Linked DNA regions of Gossypium hirsutum: region 2 is linked to region 1. Evidence: chromatin contacts called from public Hi-C data. All regions are on one chromosome and are shown on one strand. The core of a region is the stretch at or near the end of the contact, and the rest is flanking DNA. Distances in the headings are between cores, read along the strand shown.

Evidence for each region. Hi-C and Micro-C count contacts between places; a contact is called where the count stands out from the background.
Region 2: a Hi-C map of leaf shows a contact between it and region 1, with 2.3 times the contacts expected there. The contact joins the promoter of LOC107896654 here to the promoter of LOC107896659 in region 1. A contact is called at or near these places in 3 of 34 Hi-C or Micro-C datasets (all in leaf).

What each region holds. Positions count from the first base shown.
Region 1 is chrA10:93,212,959-93,217,912 of Gossypium_hirsutum_v2.1, forward strand. It overlaps LOC107896659 (protein NRT1/ PTR FAMILY 4.3), which reads right to left and starts at 2,617. Exons shown (of 3, transcript XM_016821877.2): 1 at 2,331-2,617; 2 at 1,576-1,793; 3 at 1-1,130. The coding sequence starts at 2,457.
Region 2 is chrA10:93,375,790-93,380,743 of Gossypium_hirsutum_v2.1, forward strand. It overlaps LOC107896654 (auxin response factor 1), which reads left to right and starts at 2,175. Exons shown (of 16, transcript NM_001399833.1): 1 at 2,175-2,326; 2 at 2,454-2,475; 3 at 3,134-3,230; 4 at 3,378-3,484; 5 at 4,108-4,203; 6 at 4,293-4,349; 7 at 4,533-4,685; 8 at 4,785-4,869. The coding sequence starts at 3,185.

The sequences.
Region 1 (4,954 bases), core at 1,367-3,866:
GCCATCAGAAATGCTTGCATCCGTTGCAAGGATTGCTTGTAGAAAAACTCAATTAGGCCAACCGCAGTAAGCATCTCCGATAATCCGAAGATTAAGAACTGTGGGGTGATCCAAAAGATGGATATTATTTCGCCCGAACCCGAAGCCGAGTCCCTTCTCTTCTTCTCCATAAGTGCCGCGGCAATCATCGAAAAGGTTGAGAGAAAAAGACCCGAGCCTATCCTCTGTAGAGGCGAAATTCCGGATTCGTGACCGGTAATCTTCCTGGCAAAAGGGACGAAGAACTTGTCGTATAATGGGACTAGGAAGATGAGTATGATGTAAGGGATCGACTGAAGGGAAGCTGGTGGGATATGGAAAGACTTGGTTAGCTGAGTATCCATTGCACTTCCTTGTTGCACTGAGAATGTTTGTAGTTGAGCCAAAACGGTATTGAAAACAATGGTGCAAGCAAATATAGGAATCACTGAAATCAATATCTTCACTTGCTCCACTTGTGTAACACTGCACAATCTCCATGGACTTTCCTTTGTATTGCTTCCATCTTCAACTTTGATGCACGCCTTGTCTAAGAACCTGAACCTTTGTGTCTGAACCACATTTCCAGATTCAGCTTGGTTTTGATCTCTATTGATCATCAGCTCTGGATTAATTTGTTTCCTCTTTAACATGGCAGCAACAAAAACTTGAGCGATGGGAGTGAAGATGCTTCCTCGAGGAGGCTTGTTTCTGTAATACAATGTCCCGGAAACCACAACGATTAGTCCCATGGCCATGGCGGCGGCCGAAACTCCAAACCCGACATCCATACCGGCATGGGTTTGGATCCATACTAGAACAGTTAGGGCAATGAGTTCACCCATGGAGAAGGCAAAATAGGCAGCATTGAAGTAGGTTGAGAGCTTCTTAGAGTGTGAGGGATTGGTTTGAAGATTGAACTGATCAGCTCCATGAGCAATCATGTTGGGTTTCACACATCCACTTCCTAATGCCACCAAGTAAAGTGCCACAAAGAAAATCAAGGCCTTGAAGCCTTTTGCTTCTTCACACATGTCTCCATCAGTTAACATGTTGCACTTGGCTGGCTTTAGTTGAGGAAGATGAGCTTGGACTGACAGTAATATGAAACCCTATATACGTTTAGAAAGAAACAAATTAATGATGAAATACACAACCATTTTAATTAATACTCTATTTTTTTTAAATCATAAAATTCAGATAGTTTGTAAAAGTTTGTAAAAATGTATAAATTAAATTAAATAAAATTAGTATCTAAGTTTACTGTGATGTCACTCATTAAAAATAAAACAAGTAACTTACTTTAAATGAAAAGATATCATGTGAGTTTATTCTTATAAATGAATAAAGATGAAAAAAAAATGGCACAGTGTTGGCCAAACTTCTACTGCATATGGTACAGTGTTGATAGTATATAATTGTATGCATTCTTGATGGTGAAATGATAAGATATCATTTAAATAATATATTTTAGATGGTGTGTCATAGTCTAATTGACGTGTATAAAATGAAGCATTATCAACAGTAGAAAAAAAAGGGGGGGGGGGGGAAGCTTACAGAAAGCTCCACAAAGCCGAAGAGAATGATGGTCCAGAAGCACCCAAGATGAGAGTCGGAAAGGTAACCACCAAGGAGGGCCAAAAGGAAGATTGTTCCAACAAAGTTTGTCACTATGTTTGCTGACTTTGACAGCGAGAAATGCATCTCGTTTATCAAATATGTTATAAGGTTGTTCCCTACGGCTGCTATTCCCATTATCTCAAATGCTTGTAGCCCTGCATTTTCCACATCACACTTTTCCTTTATTATATATTACCCAATTTTGATGACAGAGAATCAAACCATGTCTTTTTCTCTATAACCATGCTGCACCCTAAAACTATAATACATACATGAAAATTATTAAGACTAACCCTCAAAAATAATATGTCTCAAATCTATGAATTAGCCACAAAATAACCCACTTTTTCAAACAAAAACAACAACTGATCTATAATATGTATATATGCAGATCTGAAGGAACTTAAATATAGACATGGCGGTCAACATGGGTTGACCAACTCATAATATCACTAGGGTTCAAACCTGACCTGACTGGTCTCTTTCAACCATTTATGAGAGCGATGGCTTGCTCTCACCTCAAATTTTTTCGGGAAAAAAATATAGACACGGTGGCTGGACTGGGCAATAGTAGGGTACGTAAATGATCATCGAAAAATACTTTATTTTCAGACACAAGAATCTTCATGTAATAGCTTAATTATAGAAGACAACATTTAAAAAAGAGAGAGAGAAGGAGAAAGAGAACAAACCAAGAACAAATGCAGCAGCAGACATGCCGCCATGCTTCTTAGGATTGGAAGGTCTGCCTCTCCAATCGACAGTGTTCTCTTGTTGGTGTTTCATTTCGCCTTTGTCAGTCCCTCTTCCTTCTTCCATTTGGGAAGTGAAAACTGAAAACCCAGAAAGGTGATTTTGATGTTGTCTTACTCCAAACCAATGGTGCTGCTGGGATTTGTTTTTGAGACACGCAAGTGGGTTGGTTTTGTCCTAAATTTATAACCCCCTCCCCCTCTCCATCCCCATGGGTCAATCCCCCCTCCCATAGATTTTTGTGAAATTATTATTCACTTGAATTTAAACCCCACACGCACCATAACCGTGTGTGTATCACTTGCGCCTCCTCCTCCTCCTCCTCCTCCCCAAATATTATCATTATAGTAATATATTTGTTTAATCTCTTGTGCACCCTAGACATGAAACATGTGACTCAATCTGCGGTTTATTTAAAAGCAGATTAAAATTTATTTAGATTACTTTATGCTTAATGGGTTGTAAGAGATGTAACCTATTCATAATTAAAAAGCCGACTGAAATCAGACATTAATTTACTTGAAAATCTTACAAAATTATACTAACAGATGCAGAATATTATAACATGTCATTTTAAGAGTTTTGAGAAATATATTTTAAACATTTTAATAGGTTAATATGTTTCGTTAAAAAAGATTTACAGCATGTGTATGACGTAATTTGAAGGAGCGTGTGAAATGTGTTGCCTTTTCCAATGGTGGTCCACAATTGATACTTTTTGAAGTCCACAAGGGTATATTTGGATGGTGGTGGGTTTAGTCTCATATTAGACTCTTGTTATCCTTATTTTTATATTAATCAATCCAAATCCATCCTTATTTTTAAAAAATAAATTTATTTTTTTTAATAGGTCAAAATAATCATTCCACTCTGTTTACATACTGCTTTTGTTTTTTTCTTTTTTAATTTCTTCACCTTCACTCATACAAAAACTACTTTCAATTTTATACATTCAGTTGTTTTAGTTTATTCATGTGCCGCTAAACCTCAATTTTTAGAAAAAATTAGAGAAATAGTTCATTTTCTCAAATTTTAAGGAAATATTTTAGTTTTCTAGAAAATGTTCATCTCCTTAAAATGTTGGTGATTTTACTTTTAAATTTTGGATTTGATTTCTTTTCTACACATATTTGTATTTTTATTTCATGTTGTTTCAAGATTTTGTTTTTTTTTAAATAATATTTTTATTATATCAGCTCTTTTGGTTAATTGATTAAATAATAGTGATTTTATCCTTGAGTCTTAAGCTTCTAAGCACATTAAAGGTTAACAAAATATGTTTCGATTCAAAAAACTCGATAAAAATTTTAAATTTTAAATTAAGTAGTTCAAATTATTTTAGTTAATCAAGTTATTCGGACCAACTCGAATAAAAAATTAAACTTTTCGGTTTAACTCAAATATGAATTGTACAATTCGTGTTATCTAAAAATCCGAATAAAAAAGACAAAACTACATCGTTTTGATAGATGTTTACTCATTAAGTTAAAAGGGAAAACTATTATATCGTTTATGTGATTAAATAATCTTTTACTTCATCTACTAATTAAATAATTGGTCTATATAAACGTAACATTGAGTATAAATAATAGGATTTGTTAACTCAACTCGACTTGATTCAAAATTTTTTAACTCGATTTGATTCGAAAAAGATTTCAAATTGAGTTCAGTTGCTAAAATAGGATTCATCAACTCGACTAACACAAATTTTTTTTACTCGATTCGACTCGACTCAATCGACCCTAAAACACATTTGTATTTTTTGTTTCATATTGTTTTAAGCTTTTTTATTTTTAATCATTTTTTAAATTAATAAATATAGTGTTTTCAAGGTTTTTTATTTATTTATTTTTTATTCATCTTTTTTAATTAATAACTCTTTTAGTTATAAAATCAAATAATTATGCAAATATCTTATTTTTAGTAAATATAATTTTTACGTGTAATATTTATTTTTCATTTCATATCATGAGCGTAGTAAATTTTAGTATTATATATTTTTGTATGTGTATTTGAAATAATTAATTGAAATATTTCACATATAAAAATAATTGAAATATCATACCCACAAAGTAGATGAAAAAACAATAATATTTGAAATATTTTACATATACAAATAATAATGACATTTGAAATAATTATTTGATTTTATAATATTAGAAATCACCATACTCTCAATATAGATGAAGAAAATAAATATTTGACATATAAATATTATATATAAAGAAAAATATATCAAAAAATTAGTTGATGTTTTTAAAAATAAAAATATTTAACATAATGAAAAATGTAAAATAAATATATAGTTATTAATTTATTCATATAAATTTAGGAGTTACTAATTTCAAATATTTTTAATATAATGATAAATATAAAAAATATATTTTTATTATATAATTATATAATTATTATTTGATTTTATAAATAAAAGAGTTATTAATTAAAAACAAAAAAAAATTGGAAACAATATATTTATTAATTAAAAATATTAAAAAAAACTTGAAACCACATGAAATAAAAAATATAAATGTGCTTAGAAGAGGAATCAAACTTGAGATTCAAT
Region 2 (4,954 bases), core at 925-3,424, 160 kb after region 1:
AATGTTGTTAAATCCAAACGTTTTATAGTTGGCACCTTTTGGTGCAGCATCCGCTTTGTTTCACTATAAATGTATAATTATGAAATTCATTACCATATTCATAAATGTTGGATGCATCCATCCCTATTCTACCTTGTTCTATTTTAATTTAATTTTTTCTATTTATTTTTAATATTTTCAAAAACATTTGAACAATTTTTTCTATAAATCATTATTATATATTTTACCCTTTTAATAGTTAATAAGGATAAAATAATAATTTTGTATAGCGGAGCGAGGCAAATAATTACCATAATCACTTCATATTTACTATCTAAAAGAAAAAATTCACCCTACTCCATCCTGCATCTACTTTTCAAAAAATAAAAAGATCTACTTCATATGGATTGGATCGATTCAAAATCCATGAGACAGTTCGGACTTTACCATCCTTATACGAGATCAATAGAGTTATTATCAATAATGAAGTCTAATACTCCACATGTTTTATTTTTATTTTTTTAAATATAATGAAGTCACATGATATTATATTAATCTTTTAAATTTATTTATGTTTATTGGATCGAGTGATAATAAATTTGATATTCTTTAAAGAAAGTTTTTTGAGGATAGAAAAATTTAACATTAAAAGAGTTTTATCTTATTTACGAGCCTGATCAGACTCGATTTTGAATTTTATCATGATATAATATAACTATGGATGAACCTAAATATATTTTTTAAAATTTATATATATTTAAAAAAAACAAAAAAAAAACCCAAATCTACTAGTTACAGGGTTAGAGCAGTGGCACCAATTATTGTTTAATTTCCTTTTGTTTATGATACTGATAAGTGAAGGCAAAGTCAAAGGTGAAAGAATTATTAAGGATTAATTAATGTCACAAAACGTACAAAGCATGATTAATTGCACTAAAAAAACAGATGATTAATTAAATAATAATAATAAAGAAGTAATTAATTAAGATAAGATACGTAGGTAAGGCAAGCAGGGTAGCTTTTAATTAATGAGGGAAATTGTTGTGCGTGACGTGAACTAAGGGACAGCCAGCCCAAAGATGCTGCCTGTAGGAATTTCAGGGCACGCCTGCCTGCCCCCATTACTTCTATAAATCTCATTTACATAGTAAATTCTTTTTCAATTCCACTTCAATAATTTAAATATTCTAATATTCAACTCTAGTTTTTATATATTTTTTTGTTCCTCTTAATTAGTATTAGTAAAAAATTTGAAATTAATTTATATTTTATTCAGTAAATATGATTGGTTTTATCTTAAAATTTCAAAATAAATCTCTATCAGGTGTATCACTCTTTCTAACTTCATATTATTAAATAGCAGTTTAGACTAAAAGTCATTTTATTCTTCGTTCGAAATTAAAAGGTTAACACCAATAAATAGTTGAGTGTAATGCTAATACATATTGCACTCTTAAAAGGATAATTCAAGTTCGAATCTTGAAAAAGATATTAATGAGAGGATCAGTCACAAATCTTGAATGTAGACTGTAAATCTAAATTTTTTTAGAAAAAAATAAAAAAAAAGAAAAAAACAAAACAACCTTCTATAGTTAAGGTTGAATACAAAGAAGAAAATCGATAGTTAAGGTTGAATTTGTAAAAAAAAAAAAGAAGAAGTATCGGAGTGAGTCTATTTATCTAATTCTGATTTGACTATTTATTAATAAATATGTAGTTTTAAAATATAAATATTAATATACTTGTATATTTCAATATGTTTTCAAAATAAGTGGCATAAAATAAATTCAGACCAAAATACTTCACATACACATCTAATTATGAAACTAATTTTATTGAGTTTTGACATATAAATTTTTTAAAAAAATAGATAATTATGTAATATATTATTATTTTGTAATATTTTTGTTTCTGACATAAGCATTCAATTTCAATGAGTCCTAATTTTTTTTATTTTAACATGATTTAGTTATTATGAAATTTAAATAAAATTAGTTTTATAGATAAAAAATATTATTTCAATAAATTAAAAACATTATGTTTATTTTTCAGAAAACATATAATAATATTCATAAATTTAAGTCAATGATATAAAATAGTGGGAAAAAGACTAAATCTATATTTATTTATGATAATAGAAAGATAAAAATAATAATGGGGATTTCTTTTAAATTTTTTATAGGTGTATTTAGAAGAGAGAGGAAGAAATAAGGGCTAAAAACAAAAGAAAAAACCTAGAGAGAGAGTGTTTGTGTGTAAGAAAAAGAACAGAAAAAGAGGCAGCCATAGCCAAAAGAGCTCTTGTCGGCTTCGACCGAACATTGACGCAAACAAACTTATTTACACTGTTCGCCTCCCTCCTTTCTTCTTCCTTTTGTTTCTATTTTTTTTTTCTTTTCAATTACTTTGTATATTTTTTTTTTGGATCTGCTTTGTGTTTTCAAGCCTAATTTTTGTTTCTTTGGATCCTCCAGATTGAACAGAGAGCACTCAAAGGTAAGTTATTTTCCCCTCTTCAAATTAGTAAATTTTTGGGGGTACTTTGATTGCTCAGAAATGGAAGAAAATAGGGGAAGAAATGCTAATTTTCTGTTGCACTTGTTGACTGAAAATTTTGCTTACTGGTCACCAATTAGTTTTGTTCACTATTCCTCTTTTATATATATATATTTTGAGAAATAAAATATATAATTAGACCCTTTTTATCAGATCTCAGCTCATTTTTTTCATTCTTTTCTATCTTTCTCACATATGTGATACGTATGTGCGAAGATTGTGATTTCTGTAATTGCAGAATCGCCGGGTCTTTAGAGTCATTGAATTTATTTATTTATATTGTAAACAGCAGTTTGGATCATTAGAATTGTTGGGTTTCTTTTCACTTTTCATTTTTGTTGGTCCATTTCGTTGTTGTAGGGACTTGTTAATATTCGGGTTCCTATAAGGCTCAAAATAGGGTAGAGGTAGACTGACACAGAGGTAGCAATTAGTAATTAAGGGTTTTGATCAGTCAGCTTTGTAGGATAATCAGAACGAACAATAATGTAACCTCAATTGTAAATGCAATCTTAATTAATGGTTTTGCACTATATTTACATGTTTACTTCTATAAATTCAGTGTTGTATCCTTTAATACAACCAATCTTCAGCACAGGGTTTCCATTGAGTGATTGCTTTCTGCTGGTTTCTTTTGGAGGGCGTTTCTATGGCTTTTCCGGCATCAGAAATTCCATCTGCTGAACAACAAGCAGGTTTGTGTATTTTTACATGGTCTACATATTTTCCTAAGTTTTAAATGTGTCAAACTGAAATTTAGTTTCTTGGTATCACAAGATATTACGGTGACTTATTACTTTTTCTTAAATTTTTTCTTCCCTATCTCTTTTATGTGATCACAGATGATCCTTTATATCGTGAACTATGGCATGCCTGTGCTGGACCTCTTGTCACACTTCCTCGTGTTGGGGAGCGTGTTTATTACTTCCCACAAGGTCACATGGAACAAGTATGTCTACTGTACTGTAAATTTTTGAATCTGATATCTTTTTGATATTGATTATTTTTCGAAATTTAAGGCGATAGTCCACTTTGACGTGTTCTTAAAATGTTGGTTGGATTGGTTTGTGAACCTTTTTCATAGTGTTCTTGTTTTGAACATTCTATATTAGTTAATGCAGTTATCGTGTGGTACTTGTAAGCACTTGCTTCTTGCTCTCTTTTTGGTGAGTCACTGATAATAGTATGTGCAAGTAAAAATATGAAAAGGTCATATGCAGTGTCTTGAAACATTATTAATATATGTTGTCAATCATATTTGAGGATTGGTAACAATTCATATGATACAATGAATTATAGAAGGTTTATAGAAAGATATAATTTCTTTTGAGAATGTATACCATTCAATAAGATCACAATATCTCATCTGCATTTCATAATGTTTACTGTCAAGTTTGTGTTTGTTACATATTTTCAAGATTATTTACAATGCTTTTCTGATTGAAGACTTCTTTCCTGTATGATCAGTCATTAATTATCAAATTTTAGGTGTAAGTTTTTAACTTGACACAATGTTCATTCTATTAATCTCTAGTATCTAACTTTTTGTTTCTTTTTATTCTTTATGTACAGCTTGAGGCATCAATGCATCAAGGGTTAGAACACCAAATGCCTTCATTCGATCTGCCATCTAAAATACTTTGCAAAGTGGCTTCTGTTCAGCGTAAGGTATGTTACTCATACTCCTTGGTTTTACGTTCTTTTGAGTTTTACTTGTCAGTTTCCTTATGCTAAGTAATTTTTACCTCCAATCGCAGGCTGAACCTGATACAGATGAAGTTTATGCCCAAATAACCCTGGTACCTGAAGTAGATGTGAGCTCTCTTCCACTTTTTGCCCCTTTTTCTCTCTTTAATTCAATTATGACATATAGCTGATGTTGGAAGCTATATTTAGTTTCCAGAATATCTTGTTGAAATTACTTTGAATGAGCAGCATATGTATATCTTTCTACACTTTCGCTGCCTTCACTTATGTTTTCCTCCAATATGGTCCAGCAAAGTGAGGTTATGAGCCCAGATGATCCACTTCAAGAACCTGAAAGGTGCATAGTCCATTCATTTTGCAAGACTCTTACTGCTTCCGACACAAGCACCCATGGTGGATTCTCAGTTTTGCGCCGGCATGCAGATGATTGTCTGCCCCCGCTGGTCAGCTTAAACACATTGATTGCATTTCCTTCATTTTGAATTTGAGGTATTCCATTAAGTTAGAATTTTTCTGAAACTTCTATGCGGTTCTTGTCCCAGGACATGACACAGCAGCCACCATGGCAGGAACTGATTGCAACTGATCTGCATGGAAATGAATGGCATTTTCGGCATATTTTTCGAGGTTATATATCATTGCTTTTTTGGCTGATGTTTTTATAGGTTGCCTTAGTGAGAGCTGGAAATCTTCAATCATCTAAGCTGTAAGC